Linked DNA regions of Salmo salar: region 2 is linked to region 1. The links are chromatin contacts, called in public Hi-C maps. All regions are on one chromosome and are shown on one strand. The core of a region is the stretch at or near the end of the contact, and the rest is flanking DNA. Distances in the headings are between cores, read along the strand shown.

Region 1 (7,374 bases), core at 3,531-6,030:
CCTTTGGAGGAGGTTCAAGAATGACTCAGATGTGGAGTACTACTGTGAAACAAGGCCTCACTGTGAAGTCAGTCCTACACGCACCACACGGCCAACACACTCCGCCTGATACTACACACACACGCCACGGCGGCCCACACTCCCACCGTCTGGGTATGAAACGTCCCACCACCATGGCAGTGTGGTCCTCTCACTCACTACACATCCTCTTCCATAGTACTGTACACACACGAACACACCAGGGGGAAAAAACAGCTCGATAAGAAATCTGACATAAGCCACAGCTCTCTGTTCCTCTCTTTCACACAGCAAGGAAGAACACACAGGACAGGGTCTTTCTTTCAGACAAAAATATATATATTTTAAATCTTTACAATAGGCTTGGATCAAGAAACGTACACAGAGGAGTGCACACACCTACAGTCAACACTGAATTATTTAACTATTTATTTTTGTTTAACCCTGGTGTCAGTGTAAAAGTCTTCTTCTATTTAGCTTCTTTTTAAGCAAAACAACTTATTTTACTTTTTACAAATGTGCAAATAAGACAGATTTGGAATCCTTCAGCGCTCCGTGTAAAGTCCAGATTCCACATGCAGACAGGGCCTTGACAGAGCTTTCTCAGTCCGTCGGTCAGTCCTGTCCTCAAGTTTAAATACAGCCTCGATGGTTTGCCTTTCATTTTCAAGTAAAGTGCTCCTTTAGCAAAAACCACAAGGCTTGCGTTCAGTTTAGTCCTCTTTTTTTTCCTCCATTGAAAAAAACCCATCTGTTAAGTAAAATAGACAAAACGGGGTATTCATTTTTATAATTAAAAGAGAAAACCCAACGAGTAGAGGAGACAGTCTTGGCTGTTTTTTGGGCGGGGGGGACGGGGACGACATTAAGTAAAGTCAAACAAACTTAGAAAAGTAAGTCATACAAACTCCAGTTTCCCATGCCCACTGTACATCCCCCAGTGTACCAGAGACAGTATCTTGTCGTTCCCCAGGTCTGCCTGTCTCATCTTGTCACAGGTGAGGCAGCAGTTTTCGTGTCCTGTCACGGGCACCATACACTCCAGGTCAAGCTTCGCCATGTGCCCCTTCTTGGTGTGGTGGCCGTGGAAGCTGTAGTGGAGCCGTGACAGCATCTGCTGCCTCTGGTCCTGCAGCCGCTTGTTCTCGCTGCGGAGCATCCGTAAGGCCAGCATGATGAGAAGGACCAAGATGAGGCCTCCAGCGATGGGCACCGCGATCACCGCTGCCCTGAACCACACCTCTTTGGCCGAGGCCAGCTCCTGTACCCGTGTGACCAGGTGACGGTTGTTGCTCTCAGGCTGGTACCTGCTGTGGTCTGGAGGAGGAGACAAGAGGAAAAGTAGGTTATTTTATTGTCTAATGTACACTGATTTCCAGTGGAAACTTGGCTCCTGCTTTCAGAAGGGAAATGAAATGAGTCGCCGAGCCTTATCCAAAATAAGAGCCAAAATAAATGAATTTCAGCTTATAAACTAGCTAAACTCCAATATTTTTCATAACAGAAAGCCCTACTTGAGAGCTCTCCCTTCCTCTCTGTAAGAATGTGCACCTTTTCATAACTCAATGATGCTAGTATTTATGCCTTCCTACATGTAGCCTGTGAAAGGATATTCTACAAGGCACATTTCTACTCGGTGGAGAAATTGCATGGTGCACATGCAACAAAAAATATCTGATCTGCGTCCAAGTTCTTAAGGTAAACCGGTTGCCCCCAACGCTCCTCTCTTTGCCGCTGTGCTGCAACCCATAAAAAAAGCTAACTGAAGCTGTGTAAAGGTGGGAATTAGAAAAAGGTGTATGCATTACAGAAGACCATTAAACTAACCTCTGTGCTTGATTCAGTTACAGTATAGGGCTATGGTACATTTAAACACTATTTCAGAATATTACAGGGAGGAGGTGACCTGAATAGGCTACACTAGATATTGTCAGTTAGGTTGCTCTGTCTGTCACACATTAGAAACCTCATAGAACAGAATATAAAATAATACCCATAATGTTTCCAGTCAGAGCCATTTCATGTTTTGATTCTCTCTTCTTTTCTTACCTGTTGATTCTCTAGTGTGAGCCAGGTCGTGAAGGCCTCTGTAGTTGCACATGTCGTCGTGACAGCACTCCAGCATAGACAAACCCTCACTCAGGGCATTTGTGTTCTTAGAGCTGCATATGTCGGCAGCGTTCGCTACGGGATCTAGACACCCGTGCGTGAGGGGAGAGTTCGTGTTCATTGGGTCCAGCACCTTGGTGAAACAGGCGTTTAGATCAGATTTACACATGTAGCCCGTGGCCACGCAGTGGGGGGCATCACAGTAACACCGTATTTCTCCTAAAAGAAAAGAAATACGACGCGTTAGTCATAGGCCTACTTGATTCGTTTATGAAGTGTTGTAGGCTAAGTAGTAGCCTATTCTCCAACATTTCAAGAATAACTGACCACACATTCTACATATTATCTAGTAATAACGTCTCAATGAAATTGTTTGTGCTTTGAAACTTTTCCGCGTACAAGGCCTGCCTTTTCTAACTGGGCAGCAGTTTGGGAAATCAAAACATATTCCAACAGGGGAGAAATCTTGCGTTTCGTAGTCAAATTTGTGGAAATGTTATTAACTTCTCAGATAGATATTTGATATAGTCACACACACACATGGCTGTTATATCCAAGAATAACATAAGCCAATAGCATATCTACTTTACTTTTAAAACCAAATAATGATCTCAACTTGCTATTTAGACATTTTAATCGAAAACCAGACTACTTGTCTTTTAAAGACTGTCTAGTCGGATCTGAACTGACATTGGCAAAACGCATGTAAATGACAAGGTAACCCCTGAAAGACTTTGAGAAGTAGACGTGTTCAAATGAAATGCAGCACATACGCCGAGGTTAAGCCCTTTCCGTGCAAAATGGTCCTTTTAGTCCGTCCCTATTATAAAACAGGAACCGTGTATCTTATAATTAGTGGTTTGTTTTCCAAAGTCAATTTTCTTTCAACCCAAATGGAAACTCGTAAAAGGGGGTGAGAGAGCAGCCCAGGAGTCTCCTTTTTTTAGCTTTCACGCAAGAATTAGTGTGGTCAGGACGGGCTGGGCGCAATGAGCTCTCTCGGCTTCTCATCTCAAAAGCTTCCACCAAACAACCTTGATATTATTCGTTTTTTCGCAACAAATAATGTGCTAAAAACGCTCAGCAAATGCTACGAATAGCGTTTCACTTATAGTCAGATTATTTGAAATGACTGAAAACATTTTTATGGAGTTCAACAAGTTAAATATGGCACAAGCTATTTGTATCGACCTGTTATAATTTCCAATATAAATCCATAGCTTTACTAGTTAAAGGCTAATTAACATTGTTACAAGACAGCTACCCCCCAAAAACACACACAGAGACGCACACAAATAAACACAGCCGTTGTATGTTGTTACACGATGTTTTTTGTCTACTTCCAGTCTCCAGTTACATGCTGTCATCTTATTAATCATGCGCTGACCATTGACAGGGCCCTAAACACATTATAATGGCATTACGGCAACAAACTAATAAATATGGTCTCGTAATTGCCAAATGCTTTATATATAGGAGCCAAACATCCGTAGCGTAGTAGCTACTGGGCTTTGCTTTCTACTTTGGAGACTCAAGTTGAAGTATTTACATTAAACCCTATTGCCTATAGGCTACATAATACCACACATCCCATTGATGTGCACTAGCGCGAGAATTATGAGAAACATTAGGGCCATTCGGTCTGTTAAGGCCTTGCTATAGGAACTCATGGGGGAAAACACAGACCACAAACTGTATAGAAAGTTACGTTTTTCTTAGTTATAACAATGTTATGGCACCTGTCCTGTGTTGGAATATATAGTAGATTAAACAAACTAAAAGTTATTGAGATTTAGAAACAGCTATAGAAAACACGCCACCTGGATGCGCGGAAACGTTTTTGTTTAATTTGCATCATTCTTTATTATAGGAAAGATCAAAGTTCGAAAACTAAAGAGAGCGAAGAGAAAGTCATTTTGTTGACAAAACTGCGTTGTTTAATAATTTGACTTATTCAACGTTGCGCAAATGGAAACGGATAAGAAAGCAATGATTAGGCCTTTGGAGGTTCTGACCCTGTTTTCTCGCATTCACCCTTTTTTAACTTTTTCCTTTGGTCAGAAAAAGGCAAAGGGTACATGAAGGCATGTTTTAAGGGATCAAAGTTTACCTTTAGTGAGAAGAACAGCCATGGCACAGAGTTCCAGTTGTAGCCAAATGGAAATGAAACTGGAATGGCGATCCATTTACGACAAGTAGCCTAACTTTTTAGTCACTCTTGTCCAAGTACCAAAACCCGCAGGGCTGAGCTCGAAGACACGGTTACATGAAATCTACAGAAGAAATAGTTGCCACAATCACAATCCACCGGAAGACGTAAGAAAAGCACACGAAAAACGAAAGGCTTTTCCCTGCATAGGAAAACTAGGCTACATGAGAAAAAGCCTAAACGCCGACTGGTGTACTTGAACAGCCCTACTGGAAATGCGGAACACTTGTATCGTTAGTTTCTGAAAAGAGGAAGAAAAAAACATTCCTTTAGTAGAAAACCGGATAAATGTTGTGACTACTTGTCCAATCCGACTTTACACACATCCGCGATGATGGTCAAGCATAACGTTTATAATCCGAAAACAACGAAATGTGAATAAAATGTTGTCTACTCTCGCACCAACACCTCAATAGTCGAGTTCGGGTAGTGGACCTGGAGTTGAAGAAATATCCGAGCCAGACTTCTCTACGTAACACAACTCCGCCCCACCAGCGCCCATTGGAGCACCCCTCGCCCAATTAGCATACTTCATGAACTTTACATTTCCATTGGTTCACCCGGCGGTCACAATTTATCATTCCTCTTACTGATAGTGAGATGTAGTCTATCGTGCTGACTAGGCTACAGTAAAAGTGAAGAAACATTGTTACAGTTTGATTCACTCCTTTTGCAGACTGTGGCGTTGGCTACGCGACATTGTTTTTGATTAAATAGCAGCATCAAATATGCCTATAAATGCCTTAGAAACGTGTATAAACTATAACCATAGATGACATTCTACCTCAATAGCCTAATAATGAAAACAAACACTATGTGAACTTCCAAACAGACTAGGCTATTAGCTGATTTGTACATGTCTGTCTGTAGCTATAGTGTCATCCGCATTGCCTCGTCAGGCCGACGCCATCGTGAGCAGGTTCCCCAGGCTACGCCAGCCCGGAGATATCTAGATTGCTTCTGCCTGTGAGAATGGATGTTATGGGCGGAGCGGACAGGCGGTTAGAGAAATTAGCAATCCAAAAAGGCATATGGCGCCACTGAGACGACAGACAGACACTGACACTCAATTACCCTCCAACAATTCTATGCAAAACACACAGCAGCACTGGTCTCCGATCGATATCAAAAGCAACCAGCTCAACTCAAAACCGTCACTATCCGTTGAGGTGTTGATTGTTTAGGATGCAGACTGTTTGATGTTTGGTTTGAAAAATTAAAAGAATGAATTAAGAAAAAAACCTACTTTAAAGGCTGATTGATTGAGTTAGGATAATGAAAGATTACAACCACACAAACATAATTCAGGAAAAAGGTGAAGCATTATTCACCAATGTGGTATTGGTTATTTAAGAATTCTGTGAAGGAAAGAGATTACAGGCTACATGGAATGACAGCTAGGTAAGGTTTTGCACTGATAGCATCAAACATTCTCGTGGATAACTGTGCAGCAGCAGTTTTTGCCTGTTTCTATCCCGTAATTATAAACCCCTTCAGGCAGAATCCCCAGAAAAGGGCAACAACGGCGACCTTCTCACGACGGTAGCTAAATGTCATAGGCCTACTCGCATAGTTCTAAAAGCTTAGCCTTGTGGGTCTAAATGGACACGAATTTTCATAGAGTATGGAGAAGAGAGAGAGAGCAGACATAGAGACGCGCAGGCCTAATTATTTGCCCTACAGATAGATGGTCATCGACTCAGTGTCAAAGGGTAAAGGGGTGCGATTCCGCTCAAGGGGACACGTACAGAAATAACTGGATTGACAGCAATTATCGGTAATTGTCGGTAATTCCTGAGAGGCGCCAGACCTATCCCTGATGTGCATCATCATCCACCCAAATCTATTCAACAAACTAAACCTAACTTGTTCTTCTGCCTCTAAAAATGACAACTGTGGCAATAAGTAGTTTAGTTACATATTTCCCACAGCCCTTGCAACTTTCCATAACAAGCATAAAATTACTACTGTGCTCTGAAATTATGCTCTCCCTCAGGTTAATTAGTCTACGTGTAGGCTATTGGCTTTTGGGGGCAACTGTTCGACATAATAGCCATTTTCCCGAAAATAAAAGCAATTCTAAGAAACCATAGAAATTAAATAGAGGGTGTGATATTCTCAGACAAAAATAATATCCAATAGGCATTGAGGTTCTAGCTCTATCAATTCATCACGAATGGCATGTTCCATGCACGACAGGTAGGCATTTTGCCAGTATCACAGCTGTATGGTCGATTGACGCCATCTACTGACTCAGAGTGAAATGTCCTTTGTGTCTAAACTCAACTGTAGATCACATACTCCCTTGCACGAAAAATGCCTTAATGAATCAATCAATCATATTAACTAAAATCAACTCAAACCAATCAATACAATTAACTCAAATCAACTCAAACCAATCAATCAAATGAACTCAAATATTTGTTCAGTCATTTTAATATGCCTGAATAATACTAGAAGCTGTTTAGTTTCAAACAGTTGGTGCAAAGTAGGACACTGAGTATGGACAGGACAAACTATGCCATGTTATTTCTGTACGTGTCCCCCATCTGTCCCATGATGGCCAGTCAGTCCCAGCTATTGGGGTAAAACCTAGTAGATAGATTGACTGCATAATCAAAAAAGAGAACAGGTAAGAAAACAAAACAGTGTGTGTTTTCATGCTGAGGTGATCAGTGTCGGTGAGCTGGTCAGACTGGGGCTTTTCATGTTGCTGACCATTAAACTGTCCACACCTGGAGGTGTGACTCAGAGACAACAAGGGTGTGTATAGGGCTAGTCGTCTGAGGGCCCCCGGGGTGAGGTTCCCCTAGGTACAGATCTGGGATCAGATTCCCCCTCCCAATCGTGATCTTAACCATTAGTGGGGGAAATGCAAAACTGACCCAGGATCAGCGTAAAGAGGTAAATTCACTATACTTCGCTGGGGAGCGGGGACAGAGAGCTCTGTCTGTCTGCAGCCGTTTGTCCTGCCAATGTCAAGCCCCTGTCTGTCTGTGATGCCTGGTTGGGTTCTCTTTAGCCTGACTACAGGATCC
Region 2 (7,374 bases), core at 3,407-5,906, 240 kb before region 1:
AGACAGGGGATTTTTACAAGGATTAAATGTCAGGAATTGTGAAAAACTGCGCTTAAATGTATTTGTTGAAGGTGTATGTAATCTTCCGACTTCAACTGTACTTGCAGAAATCCATTCAGGTGTATTTTGTGGCTTTTGGCGAACGCGTTCTAATGATCTAAAGTTGCACTGTTGCAACTGCCTGTTAACACACAGTCCAGTTCAAAGTGAACGATGGCAGCCCCGTGTGGCGAATGGCTGGTTTGTATAAAGACCTACTATAGTTCTGATTGGCTATAGTGCACCGGTCTGTGTATACTCCGGTCCTGGACAAGATAGATGTTTATATTCAGCTTTATTTACTGCAGTGTCTATTAATTGTCCAAACGCATGGCCGCTTTGCTACTATATTGCTATTGAATTTTCACAAATGCCTTAGTATACGTAATTCCCAAACAGTCTAAGAATTTATGAAAATGACCATATTTAAGTGGTTGCTTGTCAAAAAATATTTTTAAAAGTGTAAGTATACTTTTAAATATTTTAAAAAGTGTCATATTTTTTCTGGGAGTGTATATGATCAGATTTTAATTACATGTCATGCTGCTAAAATGCTGTCAATTACACTTTAAATGCAAGAATGTTTCACACCTAAATTATTTTCAAAGAGACAAGCACGCAGTAATAAAAAACACAGTTCCACTCACCAGATGTTGACTATTTGAAACTTAACTTCTTGTTATTCTTGAAATGGGAGAGGCTAAAAAATGTGCAACACCATCCTCTTTGTTAACATCTGCACCGGCCGCTGCAAACTAGCTGACAACTAAAGCTAGCTAGCTAGACCGTGGGGACCTACTGCTCGCAATTGCGCAGTGACCTGTTGGATTTGAAGGCAGAAGTTTCCATACGTTTTTGGAAAAACTGTCCCACCCGTTAAGTCAAAATGTGATTGGTTGATTTCACTGTCACTTCAACATTTTGCCCTAATACAATTGAATGGCAGATGCCTTTATCTAGCTTCTGATGGCCTAGCCAATGGCTGATTTAGCTAACAAAGAAAAATCCTGATTGGATACTTTTTTCACTTTAGTGTTAACCCTTTCCTTTCCAACAAAAACTGACAAAATTTAATCAGAAGATCATTGAAAATAACAATATAATGATCATTATTCTTATTATTATAATCATTATTTTATAAATCCTTAGCCATTCTCTGAAGCCGTAGAAGGCCCATTGTTCCCCACTATGTTTGGGTTAGTAATAATTTGTTGAGTGGCTCTATTTTCCCTCAACATGCATTTTTTCACTATTCTGAGTGTCTAAAGAATCCATATGTTGTTTTGAAATATGAACCCAGAAATACTGGACATTTCAAACTCTTATTATGGTGGTGATTTGACAAAATTACAATCATTGAATTGGACTTGCATTTTTCTGGTCTTGACTCGGTTTCGGAACACTTGTTCCCCTCCCGGTCTTGGTCTCGACTCAGGCTAGATTTGCTCCGGTCTTGTTCTTGAATCGGTCTCGCTTTAGGTAGTCTCAAACACAACACTGTGTTCAGACTATTTGTCAAACGGCAGTCAAGCATTGATCACCATGTTACCAGAATAAAAGGAGCGTCACGGCCCTGCGATTTCTTTTTTCATTATAGGACCTTACTCACATTAAAACTGCAGATGGAAATGTGGTTACTGATATCAAAAATGTTTTATTCAACTCCTATTTGGCATATCTCTTGTGATGCAGTCCACAGTTTCACTGACTGATGTGTTGACTTGACAACTGCATCGGAGTTTTGAACGACCCTTCCCCCCTTTTGTCCCATGCTGGCTGATGACCTAGCTAGCCAGTAACTAGCTAACACCAGACTAGAGGTCGACCGATTATGATTTTTCAACTTCAATACCGATACCGATTATTGGAGGACCAAATAATAACAATTTTAATATATATTTGTAATAATGACAATTACAACAATACTGAATGAACAATGAACACTTTTATTTTAACTTAATATAATATATAAATAAAATCTATTTAGTCTCAAATAAATAATGAAACATGTTCAATTTGGTTTAAATAATGCAAGAACACAGTGTTGGAGAAGAAAGTAAAAGTCCAATATGTGCCATGTAAAAAAACGAACGTTTAAGTTCCTTGCTCAGAACATAAGAACATATGAAAGCTGGTGGTTCAATATCCCAGTTCTTCAATATTCCCAGTTAAGAAGTTTTAGGTTGTAGTTATTATAGGAATTATGATGTGTCGACTATTTCTCTCTATACCATTTGTATTTCATATACTTTTGACGATTGGATGTTCTTATAGGCACTTTAGTATTGCCAGTCTTTTCTCGGGAGTTGATAGGCTTGAAGTCATAAACAGCGATATGCATCCAGCATTGCTAAGAGCTGCTGGCAAACGCAGTAAAGTGCTGTTCGAATGAATGGTTACGAGCCTGCTGCTCTTCTACCACCGCTCAGTCAGACTGCTCTATAAAATATCAAATCATAGACTTATAATATAATAAACACACAAATACGAGCCTTTGGTCATTAATATGGTCAAATCCGGAAACTATCATTTCGAAAACAAAACGTTTATTCTTTCAGTGAAATACGGAACCGTTCTGTATTTTATCTAACGGGTGGCAACCCTAAGTCTAAATATTGCTGTTACATTGCACAACCTTCAATGTTATATCATAATGCATATACCCTGAATCTGCTTGCACTGAACGCAAGAGAAGTGACACAATTTCCCTAGTTAATATTGTCTGCTTACATTCATTTGAGTCATTTAGCAGACGCTCTTATCCAGAGCGACTTACAGTAGTGAATGCATACATTTCATTATTTTATTTTGTTTTGTTTTGTTTTTTGTACTGTCTGCTAACATGCATTTATTTGAACTAAATATGCAGGATTGAGAAAACATACTTCTGTGTATTGATTTAAAAAAAGGCATTGATGTTTATGGTTAGGTACATTTGTGCAACGATTGTGCTTTTTTCGCGAATGCGCTTTTGTTAAATCATCACCCGTTTGGCGAAGTTGAAGTAGGCTGTGATTCGATGATAAATTAACAGGCACCGCATTGATTATATGCAACGCACGACAAGCTAGTTAACCTAGAATTATCATCAACCATGTGTTGATGATAGTTATTATGTGAAGATTGATTGTTTTTTATAAGATAAGTTTAATGCTAGCTAGCAACTTGCCTTGGCTCCTTGCAGCCACAAGGTCCTTTTGACGCAATATAATCGTACATGTCGATGTCCAAAATGATCGATTATCGATTGTTATGAAAACTTGAAATCAGCCCTAATTAATCAGCCATGCTAATTAATTGGTCGACCTCTACACCAGACACAGATGAAAGGAGAAACGTGTAAGTATCTTTGCCATAGATGAATAAGGTAAACTTTTAATAAAATTTTCTGACACCCTACAGTCAAATTTTAGCACCAGTAGAGTAGCTATCTAGCCCCTCTGCAAACACGCCTTCTCTGTTGTTGGTGGTATTTATTTAAATGAGATAAGAGAATATCATGTTACCATTGTTGTATTAAAATTAGATAGGGTGACGTCACCAGTACCATGACCCGGAGAGAGACATGAGGGTGGCACCAGGATCTAGGTCCATCTCCAGGATGATCAGGTAGGTTACCTACACTGAAGTAAATAAAGGTTCTTAAATGGTTCTTTCTCAGCTCTTAATCTGAACTCTTGCCTGAAAAATACCTTTGAGTTTAGAGTAGGGTTCTTGATGTGGCATCTACGGTTCTTCAGAATTCTAAAAGGTTCTTGAAAAGTATGGAAGACTTTTATTTTACCACTATATGGTAATAACTTGTCACATTAATGGAGACAGGAAGCAGAACAGTAATTTGCAGGAAGATGTTTTCTTTATTCTTGCTTCTCTTTCATTTCTGGTCTGTACGTAGAATGTGTCCCAAATGGCACCCTATTTCCTATTTAGTGCATTACCTATAGGGCTCTGGTCAAACGTAGTGCGCTAAATAGGGAATATGATGCCATTTGGGACATACATGGCATTTCTCAGTATTGTCCAGGACTGTACGTGTCTACATTACATTTCTGAGATGTTTTCTGCTCTTTTAGCAGCTTCTAATCTAGTGAGTCTCATAGGCTGCTGATTTTCTATCTCAGTGATATGGCAGGCAGCTTGGCAGCCACCCCAGTCCCCTCGTCTGATTGTATCTGGTACAACACAAACACCAGCACAATATTTATCAAGACGTTTAGCCGACACACATTCTTCTCTCCCCCACGTCCTGTCCTCTCTCGCTTGCCCTCCCTACCTCCCCAATAAGGTCTCACGAATTCATTGCAGAAATTGACGCTCTGTAATAGCTTTCATCGTAATGAGAAGGGGACCAAAACACAGCGTGGTAAGTGCTCATATTTATTACTATAACAAAACACTTAAACAAAGAAACAAAACAAAAGCAGTTCCATCAGGCAACAAAAACTAAACGGAAAACAACTACCCACAAACACAGGTGGGAAAAGGCTGCCTAAGTATGATTCCCGGCCAAAACAAGGAAATACAATACATAGAATGCCCACCCCATGTCACACCCTGACCTAACTAAACAGAGAAAAACGGCTCTCTCAGGTCAGGGCGTGACACACTCCTTCTGCATCCGAAACAAGCAGTTAAGGATATTTTTTTCTCTCTCTCTCTCTCTCTCTCTCTCTCTCTCTCTCTCTCTCTACGGATCAGGGAACCATCAGACCAACATGAAGAGAACAGTGACAGACAGAAAACACTTTTTTATCAGTCTCAGCCCCCATCAAAGAGATCTCTCGCTCTGATGTCTGGCACATCCCAGGTAAAAACATAACTTTACTCTACGTCAAATGTGTCTAATCCCACTGCCGAGTGTGATGGCATGTTGAGGAATCCCACACAGTCCTCCAAGAGAAGAACAACAATTGACAGATTATTTATAGACCACTGTCACGCTATGGGTCAGCCTGGTTTCTCCCTTCTCCCCAAAGTACAAAGAGATTAGTTACTTAAATTCTAGCTCCTTTAAGTCAAATAAATTATTGTGTTGGTTACTACTTGACAGACTTGAATGATTAGGGAAATGTAATGGAACTTTTGAGAGGAAAGCCTTTTCAGATAAGCATTCGTAAAACTTTTGGCTCTGTAAGTTCATATTTTTTTACACCTTGAGTGAAAATGGTGATTCAACTTCACTTTGAGAACTGTACTGTTCACTCTTGAAAATAAAGGTGCACATTGGAACCAAATCAGGTTCTTGAGAGCGATGCAGTAGGGGAACCATTTTAGTGTCACTGAAGAACACTGCCAATACACAGCCAATGCAGTAGGTGGCGGCATGCACCTATAACATTTGTTTATGGACCGCCATAATACCAAAGAAGAAGAAGAAGAAGAAGAAGAAGAAGAAGAACTATACAAAATCCAAAGAAGAAATGTTTAGGGCCTCCAGGACCAGAATTGAATAGCCTTGCTGTAGGGATTTAAGCATATTTCCCAGTGTGCGATGTGCTGCATTCATTCATTTTTAGTCCTGTGGCCTTCACCAAGTGATATCCTAATGAATATGTTGTTGTCATTAAAATTGCAGTCTTTAAGACAATACATATTTCATAAGGCCTTATTTTAAGGGCCTTGTTTAACCCTTATACAGTGGCCTGAAACTCATTGTTTACAGGCCACATCAGGAATGCAAGTCACATTATTCTGGCTTGCAAAGTGAAGTGTAATTCATATTGGAATCCAGCCAGAGCGGGGCTATCCAACATTAGAATTTTTATTCATCCGCAACCTGCATTCAAAATGACTGCCAGGGTTGGGAAGACTAATATATGAGACTATCTTAAACATTTAAACTGGAACAACCGTTTAAGTAAAACGGGTGCATTAAGTCCAAGTAACAGATTGGAATAGTTTAGGAAAATGTATGCTATTTATATCTAAGTAGCATAAGATGAATCAATCAAAAACATAGATGTTGAAACAAACTATTTAAAAAAATCTACCTGCAATAGAGCATGCTGGGAAGTATGATAGTGATGGGTGTGGCTTTGGTTCAACTCTGGTTATTAACACCAACATTGGGTTTCTTTTACACCACTGAGTGTTAATTTTACTCTTGACTCAAGACTTGAAATGTTACATTGAGAATTCAACACTTGTTAACACTGGACAATTTTCTGTGTGCTATGAAAGGGACACATCTGCAAGTTTCCATACATTTCAAAAACCTTTTAGAATTCTGAAGAACCGTAGATGCCACATCAAGAATCCCACAATTAACTCAAAGGTTATTTTTCAGGCAAGAGTTCTCCTAGGAACATTAAGAGCAGAGGAAGAATAATTTAAGAACCTTAATTTTGTTCTGTGTGGGTAGCCTACATGTACCTTACCATGATGGGGATGGTCCCAGACCCTGGTGCCACCCTCATGTCCCTGTCTCTCCTCTCTCTCTCCGGGGCCTGACTGCTGCCATAGGATCAGGGCTCTCTCTCTCTTTCTCTCCCTCTCTCCCCATTACTCTCTCTTTCTCTCTTTCTTTGTGTCTTTCTCTCTCTTTCTCATCTACTGTACATAATCAGATCCACATGGAGACAATTTGGGGCCACGGTTGTCTCCACATATATGTAACACCAGGCAGGGCCCACATAGAACCCAACCGCATTGCCACTCTGCTCTGCCGGCCCGGCTAGTCAAATCAAGGTCACATTACATTTCTTCTTTAGGGGAAGCAGGAGGGAGTACACTCGCCAGCCCATATATTTCCAACCAACAAACTCCGAAATGATTAAAATGTTTGCATCTGGATAAATGCATGCTCTTTATAGACTATGTCTACGTCCCAAATGCCACACTTTTTTCTATAGAAGTGCACTACTTTTGACCAGAGCCCCATGGGCCTCGGTTAAAACTAGTGCACTATAAAGGGAATAGGATGCCTTTTGGAATTTAGCTCTAGGGAGATGGTTTCATCTGTACAATAACAAGCAGGAAATACGATACTGCAGTGCTCAGCCACTGGTCACAACTGGTAGAAGAGATGCTGTATATAAAAAGAGGCAAAGCATTCAGTTGTGGAATGAGTGGCATTTTCTCTAGCTAACAAAGAGTGACTGTGCTGTTTGAACTAGTCATTAAAGTGTTTATTGTAAGCTTGCGGCAAAAAAAACTTTAAAAAAGACAAATAAAAAAGCTCTCTCATAAGAGACAGCCATTCAATGTTGAATGAAAAGCTGTGTTCGACTTCTCGATACCATTACGTCATAAAAATAATTCACTGAATCACTGTTTTCATATACCGCCTGGGACATTATGAAGACAGACGATACTGTCTCTGTCTGGGCTCTGGGG

Evidence for each region. A called contact is a pair of places that touch in the nucleus more often than the background predicts.
Region 2: a contact with region 1 is called in a Hi-C map of gill, with 5 times the contacts expected there. The contact joins the enhancer-like site here to the promoter of LOC106578551 in region 1. A contact is called at or near these places in 2 of 3 Hi-C or Micro-C datasets (gill and muscle).

What each region holds. Positions count from the first base shown.
Region 1 is chrssa19:18,847,132-18,854,505 of Ssal_v3.1, reverse strand. It overlaps LOC106578551 (BMP and activin membrane-bound inhibitor homolog), which reads right to left and starts at 4,780. Exons shown (of 3, transcript XM_014157506.2): 1 at 4,238-4,780; 2 at 2,068-2,346; 3 at 336-1,335. The coding sequence starts at 4,313. The coding sequence ends at 917.
Region 2 is chrssa19:19,091,898-19,099,271 of Ssal_v3.1, reverse strand. No RefSeq gene overlaps it. Among protein-coding and RNA genes, the nearest start is that of LOC123729052, 21 kb to the left of the region's middle. Within about 2 kb of position 4,656, at least 1 of the 13 cell types and tissues checked has an H3K27ac peak or open chromatin away from gene starts, as enhancers often do. A contact at or near this core is called in gill, where this site is marked.